Linked DNA regions of Mus musculus: region 2 is linked to region 1. The links are chromatin contacts, called in public Hi-C maps. All regions are on one chromosome and are shown on one strand. The core of a region is the stretch at or near the end of the contact, and the rest is flanking DNA. Distances in the headings are between cores, read along the strand shown. Region 1 has its middle 18 kb from the start of Gm46674. Region 2 overlaps Gm14812 (predicted gene 14812).

Evidence for each region. Hi-C and Micro-C count contacts between places; a contact is called where the count stands out from the background.
Region 2: a Hi-C map of uterus shows a contact between it and region 1, with 5 times the contacts expected there. The contact joins two enhancer-like sites. A contact is called at or near these places in 4 of 484 Hi-C or Micro-C datasets (the N1E-115 cell line, nephron progenitors and uterus), 1 of 115 datasets of contacts at active chromatin or transcription factors (extraembryonic endoderm stem cells) and 1 of 9 other capture datasets (embryonic stem cells).

The regions. Positions count from the first base shown.
Region 1 is chrX:99,214,059-99,219,616 of GRCm38.p6, reverse strand. No RefSeq gene overlaps it. Among named protein-coding and RNA genes, the nearest start is that of Gm46674, 18 kb to the right of the region's middle. Within about 2 kb of position 2,621, at least 145 of the 459 cell types and tissues checked have an H3K27ac peak or open chromatin away from gene starts, as enhancers often do. A contact at or near this core is called in uterus, where this site is marked.
Region 2 is chrX:99,416,257-99,421,814 of GRCm38.p6, reverse strand. All of the region lies in intron 6 of Gm14812 (predicted gene 14812), which reads left to right. Among named protein-coding and RNA genes, the nearest start is that of Gm14812, 25 kb to the left of the region's middle. Within about 2 kb of position 3,159, at least 13 of the 459 cell types and tissues checked have an H3K27ac peak or open chromatin away from gene starts, as enhancers often do. A contact at or near this core is called in uterus, where this site is marked.

The sequences.
Region 1 (5,558 bases), core at 1,372-3,871:
GCTATTCCTGGATAGAGTCCTTTGATTGGGACAGGTTAAGCACAGGCTCCCAAGGTCCCTGCAGCCCTGAGTTGGGGCCTTGAAAGACAAGGGATCAGAATAAGAGGGGGCTTTCCCTGCTCGCAGAATGAAAGAAGTATGGAGGACTGGGAGGAAGCCAGGGAAAGCACAGCACTGTATCTGGAGTACAACAGGCATCCAGTTAACCCTTTGGGGACTGAAGAGATGACAAGGGTCAAGGGCTGCTGCCTGCCTGCATCCAGGCAGCTAACAAGATGGAGCACCTCCAGAAACTACTGAAGAGTGGCTGCCTTTCTGCTGGAGTCGGATAAACAGTGGGAAAGAGGGGAGTAGGGCTATACCCCAAGCACACCCTGTGTGGGAATAGTCCATCTTCCTAGGCAATCGGGGACAATCTCAACAGTCCTGGAGGAACCTCATCTGCAGTAGAAGCGAAGTCGAGTTGGTTCCAAGCACAGCCTCGAGAGTGGGTCTGATCCCTGTGGCACTCTTTCTCTGCTTGCTAAGCAGGTCGAGTGGAGCACCGACACTTACCACTCTAGTAACTTTTCTCATCCTCGGCATGAGGAGAGCCATGTGTTGACTTCACAGAGCACAAAAAAATCCCACGATTTTTTTTCCCAACCTATGTCAATAATCAAGCCACAGTATTGTTAGAGTGGGCTACTAGTCCTTAAGGGAAGAACTCACGTCTTAGACTTTCCAAAGCTGCTTCTTAACTGTACCACATCCAACCAACAGCCAGTATAGCCGCAAGGTCTTGGATGGTGAAGCCCGGAAGGGCTCTCGAAGGATGTTTCTTCTAAGCACCTTATTATGAGGATGAACAAATTGAGACCCACAGAACAGAAGGGACACCTTTAAGCAAAGCTTATGAACAAACCCAGCAGTTAGGTCCAGGACTAAGGCCTTCTGACAAGCTGCCGCTTCCTGCACCTCACCCCTGACCCAACACAGTTGCTCTTTCTCTTCTAAGTGCAAGAGCTTTCTCCCAGAATCTCCACAGCTTACAGCTTTTTTGTCAGCCTCCCATGGCCTTCCCTGGACTTGCCCCAGGCCACACCTAGCTGGCCGCTGTGACTGGCTGGCCTGGCCTCTGCCTGCCTCCTCGGCAGCCTGGGCCGGGTGGTCCTTAATTGCTTCCTGTCCTCGCAGGCTCTGTTTGTTTGCACTGCAGCAGCTCCCTCACACCCCAGCACACCGGAGGCAAAGCAGAGGCGCTGCCCAGCAGTGTGGGGCTCCTGGGGCCCAGCCCCCAGCTAGTTCTCAGATGTTGGGCCAGCCCTCCCCAGACCTACCATCTGGAGCCCAGGAACCCAGTGAAACCCTGGAGACACCCCCTTTCAGCCCCCTCCCTCAGCTTCCGCCTCCCACCCTCACCATCCCCCTCCAGCATCTGGTCTTGCCCTCAGCTGGGGGGGGGGGCACAAAAACACTCAACAGGTGGCAGTCCATAGTGAAGCCCTGATAGACTTGGGGGGACCAAGATCTCTCTCTTTCCTTAAGCCACCATTACCAGCTGCAGGCCAGTGAAACTCAAGCACTATGTCCAAATAACACCTACTCTCTCCGAGACTACGATGAAAACGAACAGACCTCGGCTTCAAACTGGCCACTCCGTGTTTGACATTAAAACATCTTTAGCATGCCCTTGCTGTCCTATAGTATGGGGCTAATGCACTATAACACACATTTGTGAAGCTGAGTGAGCCAATGAGCCTATAGTCCAGGCGCAATGGAGTAAGGGTCGCTTGTGAACCTAACTTCCTGGTTTCGCTGGGATGCGTTAGGAGCAGGTGAGAGGTGTTCCCTGGACATCTGTTTCCAGGGGCCATCTGCTCGGAAGATTCCCTTGAATCTCCATTTGAATGAATAGCCCTCTGTCCTCCTAACTCAGAAGCCGGTCCCACAGTTCTGCCCCCAGATTCTTCCGTAGGAAGGAAGCCTTCTTCTACTTTTGAACCCACAGCTTCTCCTGACATTTCAGCTTTTCTCCAATCCAGTCATTTTACCAATGGAGCCATCATGTCCTTTCTGAGCTTGCTGCCCACATCATCCACTCCCAAGTGGATGCCTTCTCCCTGTGTCTAGGGACATCATGCCACACAACCCTGTACCTCTCTGACCCACCACACCCTAGGAATCCTAACCTTAATTACACTGAGAAATCTTCTGCCCCACAACTGGACAAAGGCTCAGACTAGATGACAGGAGAATGGAGACTTGCTAGGGATGGTGTGTTATCTGGGAGCAGAGGGGTTCTGACCATGTAGCACTTGGTTTCCAGGACTCCTGGGCTGTGTCCCTCCCTCCCATGGACTGTGTCCCTCCCTCCCAGCCTCTGCCCTGAACTTTTAGGCATAGAAGGAGACAGGGACCTGAAGCTATGCACGGGGAGTCCGAGGGCCCCCGGGCGGAGGTAGGGGGTCGCTGCAGAGAGCTCAGCCGCCAGCAGCCCCGCCCTGAGTCTTTCGCGGCTGGGGAGGCGCCACAGTCGGCTGGGGGTCTCGGGCACGGACGGGACACTACCCTGGCCTTAGGGCCGCCGCCGCGGGCTTGCGCCGCCCCGCCCAGGCCCGAGGAGAGCGCCGTCAGCAGAATTCCGCGCGCCCCGCTGTGGGCCGTGTTTACCCTGCCGCCCGCCAGCGTCTCGCTGCTGCGCAGCCCAAGGCCGAGGCCCGCCGCGGCGACACCGATGGACACACAACCCCGGAGGCCCGGCTGGCTGCGGGGCGGCGGCAGGGAGCGCTGGCCCTCGATAGAAAGAAACATTGGGCGCGCTGCTGCAACCACCGGACCCTTGAGGCCCTTTCTTGTTGAGAATGCGGGTGCCCGCAGAGCCCAACGCGCAGCTCCGCAAGGGCCATGACCGGAGGTGCCAGACAAAGCCCGCAGAGCGGAGAGAGACAGTGATGGCAGAAGGGCTTGCGCCTGAGGCAGAGCTTGGGGACAGAACGCCTAGCTCCAGCCCTCACAATGCCCTCACCCAGGTGGGTGGCTGACCTGGGTAAGGGCCCTCCTTTCTTCCTGGCCTGCATTTCTCAAGTTGTCCCAGGAAGAGTAAATTCAGGAACGTGGGACCACAAGAAGCCGAGAGTATGTGTCCGGCCCCCCACTCGCCCCCCCTGCACCCCCTACCCAGGGGACAGCTGCCACTCAGCTCCAGCTGTCTGTTGCCTGTGAAAAGAGAGCACGGGATTACTAGATCTTCAGGGTTTTTTTAGAAGTTATAAATCTGAATGTTTATGTAAAAATCTCCTGAATTTTAAATGATGAGAGCTAATTTCTTCATCATGTAGGCACTGTGCAAGCCAAAGCAAACACTTTGGAGGTTTTAAGTGGTCCATAAGGTGACTGTTTATGGCAGTCTCTAAGGCCCACGTGGGCTCTGACAATGGCCACATGTGTAGCTCCATCACCATTCTGACTGGAGTCCAAACCTCATCCAAATGTCACGCCCTCCCAGAGCCACCAGGAGGAGGCTGCCTTGCCCTGGCATCGGGTCCCTGAGAACACATGGTTCAACATGTCCAGACTTACGGTGGCCTTTCTCTTTTGGTGATCCAATGCCACCTCCATTTTGTTTCTGAGGCAGCATCCTGTATACACACACACACACACACACACACACTCACACACGGGGAGGGGGGGACAGAGAAGAGACATCAAGAGACACACAGCCATAGAGAGAGACAGAGACACAGAGAAAGACATACAGAGAGAGATAAAAATAGAAAAGGAAGAAGAGAGAGACAGAAAGAGAAAGACAGAGACAAAGACTCTCCAGGCCTTCCTGGGCCTGGACAACATGGCACCGATAGATTCTACACTATCACATCCAATGATGGCCTGTCACTCACTATTACATGGACTAAAAGAGGCAGTGCCCCAAACGCTCATTGGCCTACAAGTGTCTTTTAATCCTGGAACTGAAATTCCGGGGCCACCACCCTGACATGGTGGGAAGGCAGAGAAGGGAGGGAGGGAATAGAGTATCTTGCTATGGGCCTTCCCTGAGACCTCCCAGTCCCAACTCCTTCCCACTCCACAGCCCACGAAGCCCAGCCAAGCATGACAAGGGTTAATTGGATACCCCCAGCTGGAATCATAGAATCATAAGGCTGGAACGAACCTCGGAGGTCATCCAGCAGGGGTAGAAGAGAGATTTTAATTACCCAATCCAGCTGGCTTGGAAGTACCTCACCTCATCCCTCCGCTCAAGCCCAAGTGGGGGAGGAGACAAGGCCCAGAAAGGGCTGCTAGGCCTGGAGCCTCTCTGAAGGGTAGGCCCTAACCACGTCAGTCACATTCCTATCAGCAACCCCTCCCCCACCCGCAGCAGGGCCTAGCTTTGGATGGACACTCAGTTCTTGGCTGGATAACAGGCAGGGCTGCTGGTAGCTGGAGAAACTGTGAGTTGTTAGCATGCTAGACCACGAAGCAAGTGGCCAGGGCTCTAGGATAAGCTCTGCTCGCAGTCACTAGCTATGAAAAGGCAGGCTATACCGCACCTTTTCACATCCACTTCGGTGCCTCCTTCCATGGCTCTGGGTTAGTGACCCTCCAGGTCAGCTGCCTGGGCTCCCATTCCAGAAGTTTCTGAGCCTCTTTACTATCTAGTCTAGCCTGTGCTACACATGCATCTGAACTCCACTCTTGATGGTGTCATATATGAAAAGCCTTCCCTCTCACCATTTGGATAGCGTGGGGGTGGGGGGGAACTAACCTGGTTATTGCTAAAAGATTCAAAGCCAGATACCAAGAAGGACTTCCTGAAGCTGGAACTTGCAACCGAGGCTGGTAGCCAGGTGGAGTCTTCTGGAGACTGAGAACTGAAAACCCCATAGGGAATTGGGAGTACAGTAGCATAAAGGATGGGCTGGGGGACATTGCCACCAATATCCCTAGGTCCAGAACCTAGTGTGTGGGGGTCAAGGCTCCCAGGATTAGGGCAATAGCCACCCAGCCAATTTCCTGCTAATGAAAGTTAAGGGCATTAGCCCCAGGGACAGGCAGCTGACTTGAGGTGGGCTCATAGCTGCCATGGCCTCTGTCCAGAAGCCACCCAGAGGTAGAACCTAGCTGAAGTAGGCAGAATCGGGTCCTCCCCTACCAGGCAGAGAAATGGACTTCCCTTGGGAGAGCTACAGATGACTTTAAAGGGAGTTCTGCATTATCCCCCCCCCCTTCTGTAAGAGTCCTGAGGGGTCACTAACACTTCTAAGTGGCATCTTCTGTGGGGAAGTTCCCACTGGCTGCAGGCCCAGCCGGTGTCATTTCAACCCAACCCCTTTCCCACAGCTGAGCTGTGTGTTTATTCCAGCCCAGGAACTCAAGCTTGCTCACATTGGAAGTTCTTCTTTAGATCATTCCTCTATGCCTCCTGCTGTGGTACCTCACTCCTTTTTCCTTTTATCCTGCCCCAATGTGGAAATGAAGCCCTCTTTGGTCCCTGAAATGGAACAAAGCTTGGATTTTAGAATGATCCTGTGGTTTAGGAGGTAATCACAGTGCCCCGCCACCTCCATTCCCCATGC
Region 2 (5,558 bases), core at 1,910-4,409, 200 kb before region 1:
GTGTAGGATGGTACAGAGGCCTGGGGCTCTCTGGAAGCTTCCAACCAACTCTGTCTTGGTTGACATCAGTCAAGTCTCTTTACTTTGAGCTCTTCAGCAACTCACCACATCTAAGCAATGCCAGCTCACAAGAACACAGTGATAGTCCTTGTCACAAGCTGTGCTAAACTCCAGACATAGCCACACAATAAAATGTCAGTGTAGTTACAAATGTAAATGGGGCCAAGCTGGCCCAAACAAGAATCCATTACTTGGGGCTGGAGAGATGGCTCAGTGGTTAATAGCATTGACTGCTCTTCCAGTGGTCCTGAGTTCACTTCTCAGCAACCATCTGTAATAGGATCCGATGCCCTCTTCTGGTGTGTCTGAAGTCAGCTACAGTGCACTCCTATACATAAAATAAATAAATCTACAAGCCATCTTGTCAGCCCTCACATTTTATTTTAAGTCAAGGTTTTTCCTATATAGAACTCACTCTGTAACCTAGGCTGGCCTCTAACTCTCTATCTTCCTGCCTCAGCCTCCCAACTGCTAGTATGTGCCTTTCTGAAACCGACATTGACTCCAGCATCACCCAGGTCCTGACTTACTAGCCTCTTTTTGCACCTTGGTACCCTCTTTCCTTAGAGACAGCTCTATCAGGGACAAAGGTCTTGGGGGAAGCTTTGGACCATGCTTTCTTTCCCATCCCTGAGCTACCAGCCAGCTTCTCCTCTGGCCTTTCTTGGAATCATGTGATGCTCTAGCAACCTGACAGTGGCTCTCCCTATCTGTATATTTTCTTTGATACAGTCTCTCCTCTCTCTGAAGCTCAAGCTGTCCACGAATTTACATCAATCTTCTTGCCTTTGCCTGGAGTCATATGATTATGGGTATGAGCAACCATACCTGGCCTGTCTCTTGATTTCATTACTGTCTGACCTCTCGCAGTAATGATAAGCAGTTTGATGAAGCTTCCTTTTCAGTCAGGGTCTTGCTATGTAACCCAAGCTGGTTTTTACTTCTATCCTCTACCTCAGTTCCCTCCTGGCATGTGTGTGCCAACACTCTTGATTTCGAGACACTTTTTTCTTTCCATTTTATGTACACATATGTGTACACTGAGTTTTGATAAAAATGGGACTATGCACACACACACACACATACACACATTGTTTTTATTGTGGGTTGTAATGCAAAAACAAAATGGTTCAAAGTACTATTCTATAGTCTAGTTGTTGGACTTTGATCCAGCCCCTTCTGCCCTTTGGCCCTCTTTTCTCTTGATGGGGAAGTTGGATTGTAATCTTTCCTCCTGCATTCAAGGGGTATTTCAGGAAGCCCTTTGAACATAGAGATATGCTGTGTACACAGAAGCCACTGTGCATGCTGCACACACAGAACTTACCCCAGACGGTCTGCATAGAGGAGGCATCCTTTTAATGGTGCACGTTTCCCCTTCTTTCTCTTTCTTCCCTAGGAACTCACAGCCACCGCCATCCATCCGGATGACACCATGGTGTCTCCATTGTGGGAATCACGGGCTACAAATGGGAACACTCAATTTGGAAGCTCCTAACAAGTTTCTAGAGGGCAGAAAATAAAGAATAGCATTCTGGATAGGATGTACATGGACTGCCTCCTTTTTGTCCAGGGGCTTGGATAGGTTTCCCTTCCCTCCCCTTGCCTCCCCTCTCTCTCCTCTCACCTTCTTTTCTTTCTTCCTTTCCCATTCAACAGACGGATAGCTTGCAGAGGTGCTGTGCTGTAGTGAGTAGAGAGGGCACACTGTATGGAGATACCTTGCAGAGGTAGTTGGCCCTTGGATGTGGACATACTGGTATCGGGGTCCTTCTCTCAACTTTGTATCCACCTGGGTGGCAGAGACTTATTTCTCAGTAGCGCCAACCTCAGGCACCTCATGTGTGAATAGACCCGATGAACTCTTCCTTTGCGGAACCATTCTGAGGTACCTCTTAGCTGTCACATGGAAATGACCAGTGCAAGAAAGAGCTAACTAGCCTGGTGTCACAGCTATTATCAGAACACTCAAGGCTTTGAGGCAGGAGGATTGCAAATTTTAGGCTAGCCTGGAATAAATAATGAAGCTTTGTCTCAGATACCCCCACCCCCATCCAAAAGAAAAGAAAAGAAAAAAGAAAAGAAAAAGAAAAAAAGAGAAAAAGAAAGAGAAAAAGGAAAGAAAAGATGATGGCCCCTCTGCGCTCCTGGGAGCCCCTGCCCACACATTCCTAGTTTAGCCCCAGGGAAGCATAGGAGATCTGCCAACATGTGTAGATGTGCATGCATGTCTGCGTGTGTGTGTGTGTGTGTGTGTGTGTGTGTGTGTGTGGTTTGTTTATATAAATGAAGGACGGTGCTTAAGGGGATCTGTTTCTAGCTTCCTTAGGGGAGAGGGCCCTCATCCACTTTCTTTTTCCAGGCCAACATTTCATCTCAAAACACAGGTACATTGTTTCTATTTTTGAGCTTTCGTTTCCACAACTGTCTTAACAGGCTCAGTGTCTGGTCTTTTGTGCCAAGACCCTGGGCAGAGAGTAGAAGTGAGTGAGCATGAGGCCACAGTACTGGCCCTTGGCCTCTGGCCCTCTGTGGGTGGGATTCCTGTGTGGCCTTGCCTCTGATCTAAGCACCTGAGGCTCCCAGAGAGACAGGAGGAGACCTGCTTAGGAGGGTGGGCTCCTGCTCCCACCCCCTAGCTGCCAAACAACCTTGAGGCAATATGTGTGGCCGGACAATCAGGCCCAGGCCTGGGAATAGCAGCACAAGTTTACAGACTCAATCCCATTAGAGATGGAAGAGACCCAAGTTGGCCCATGGCCCCACTGGGTGGAGGGCAGCAAATGGCCAGTGGCTTGCCTGCTCCTTGGGAGGGGTCTGGGTAGGAGGCCAGTGCCTCAGCAAGATGGAGCTGACACTGAGGCCCTCTGCAGCCGGACAAGGGGACAAGGCAGCGATCCAGGGCCCTGCTTCCTGGTGTAGCTAGCCTGCCTCTTCCAGCCCAGTTCCCAAGGTAGGAGTCTCTGCACTGACTGGCTAAGCTCTCCATTTCCCACCCCATCCATCCTTTTTTCCCCCTGACCCTGGGCTTCCTGCTCCTCCTCTTCCTCGTCCTTGAAGCCTACTTGGCTGTTTACACCTCAAAGATATTTGTAGATTGCTATCTCTGGAGGCTGTTGGCCTGACTCATCCCTGAGCCAAGCCCTGTCTGTTGGCTTCTTTAATCTTTCTCGCTCAGCCAATCCTTCCTCCCCTTTAATCGTTTGTTCTCTCTCCCTCTAAAAGCCCTACAGCAAGTCTGGCTCCCCACTTCTCCAAGCCTGCCTGGTCTTTTCTTGAGAATTCAAGGGAGCCCACATGCTACTGTCTCCCCACGTTGGACCCAGAGCAAAATGGCAAAGGCCACTGAGGCTTCTTCAAGGGCTTTTGGTCAGTAATTGATAAGTGAAGTGACACCCAAGTTGAAAGTCCCTTTTGTTCTTCTAGGTTTCCCTTAGGAGACCAGGAGATGTCAGGGTGGACCTTGTCATTCCATTTCTGATCCTTCCCAGCTCAGCCCATCTATTCACGCATCCTCCTTGCTCTTCCTCTTGCACTGGCTCTGCTACTCTGTCCATCAAGGTTCTTCTCTGCTCCCTTCCTCTGTCTCTGCCTCTTTCAATTGCACTACTAGTTTGGAAGGCACCACTCCCACCCCCACCCCACCCCCATTCCTACATGCTATAGAAGACAGTCTGATCCTGTGGGCAGGGCTCTCCAGAGAAGAAAAGAGCCTAGGTACAAGGACCTGGCCCAGGCTTTCCTCCAAGTCCAGAGAGGCAGAGGTGCGAATGGCTTCCTGATGGTGACAAGATGCTTAGGATAGGAACGGGCCTGAGAGTCGGGCAGACTTGTTTGCATGGGAGGCTCATTTTATATATAGAAACAAAACCAGTCTCTGGGGATTTCCCACTTTTTAAATGTCTCTGTTCCCTGGAGCTCACATCTTGGTGTGTCCTGGCTTCATGCCTCTCTGGGCCACGGTGTCTCCACCTATGCAATGAAAAACACTTGGATTATAGGGCTTCGGAGGTTCTTCCAGCTGAACCTCTGTGTGACCTATCAGACACTATCTTGGTCATGCCTCCATGGAGGTCCCTGCTGGGGAGGGGGAGGTGCTCAGGGTGGTATCTCTGTGAAGCCTTGGGTATCACCATCCCTGGCCCTCAGGTTTTCTCATGGGTGTCTTGTTAGGAAAGGCTAAAGTCTGTCTAGAAAGAGAGCTGTGGGCCAGTGGCAGGTTCAGGCCTAGGGACTGTGGCAGCAGCATAGCCCCTTCCCCTTCCTACCCATCTTCTCCCCTCACTTCCTTTCCCTTCTCTCCTCCCGTGCTCCTCAGGAACACTCAGTGCCTCAGCAGCTAGCAGCTTTAAAGCCACACAGAGGGCAGGGCAGAGAGCAAGGGAGAAAAGGACAGAGGGGGAAGATAGGCAAGCAGAGACACCAAGGGAGGTAGAGACAATAAAGGACACATAGATAGGGATCTAGAGGACATGCTGGCAGAGAGGCAGACAGAAAGGGGTGTGTAGACAAGAAGAAAGGACAACGATTACACAGAGAGAGGGCAGGGAGAGACAGATGGGTTTCAAAGACCCAAAGGTGACTGAGCCAGGCATAAAGAGAGCCAAAGCAAAAAGACTGATGAAGGAAAGTTGGTGGAGACCTAGTCTGGGAAGGAAGAAGAGAACAAAGGAAGGAAGGAAGGAAGGAAGGAAGGAAGGAAGGAAGGAAGGAAGGAAGGAAGGAAAAAAGGAAGGAGCTAAGGAGGGAAGGGAGGGAGGGAGGGAGGGAGGGAGGGAGGGAAGGAGGGAAGGAAGGGAGGAAGGGAGGAAGGGAGGAAGGAAAGAAGGAAGGAAGGAAGGAAGGAAGGAAGGAAGGAAGGAAAAAAGGAAGGAGCTAAGGAGGGAAGGGAGGGAGGGAGGGAGGGAAGGAGGGAAGGAAGGGAGGAAGGGAGGAAAGGAGGAAGGAAAGAAGGAAGGAAGGAAGGAAGGAAGGAAGGAAGGAAGGAAGGAAGGGAGGATCGAGCTGTTAGCTTAGGGCTTAGCCAGTGCTGAGCCTGTGAGCCTGCAGGCTGACACAGCACATTCTCCCGGCACCCCCTGCCTCCATTGCTTGCCTTCTGCTTTGCTCCCTGACTCCTTATCACTGGGCCCTCCCTCCACTGAGAAAGAGGCCCTGTCCTTTTTGTGTCCTGCTGTCATTCTAGGCTAAGCTTAGCTGATGCTCCTAGCACTTTCCCCAGCCCTTCTTTGACTCAGCAACAACCCTGGTACTCAGGTGGGGAGGCAGCAGGTGCCCACCCCAGGGAGAAAGGGCAGCTTCCCAACTTCTCAGCAGCCCAGAGAGAAGTGGGGGGTTTGGGAGGTAGCCAGTGCCTGCCTCACTGGCTTGCAAACTCCTGTAGATTGCTGTCATCTCCTGGAGAGATTGCCAGGATCCCAGGGGCCTGAAGTTCTGAGCTAGGACTTAGGCATGAGCCCAGGATTGTGGTTCACTGCTGAAGTCAGCCCGACCTGAGT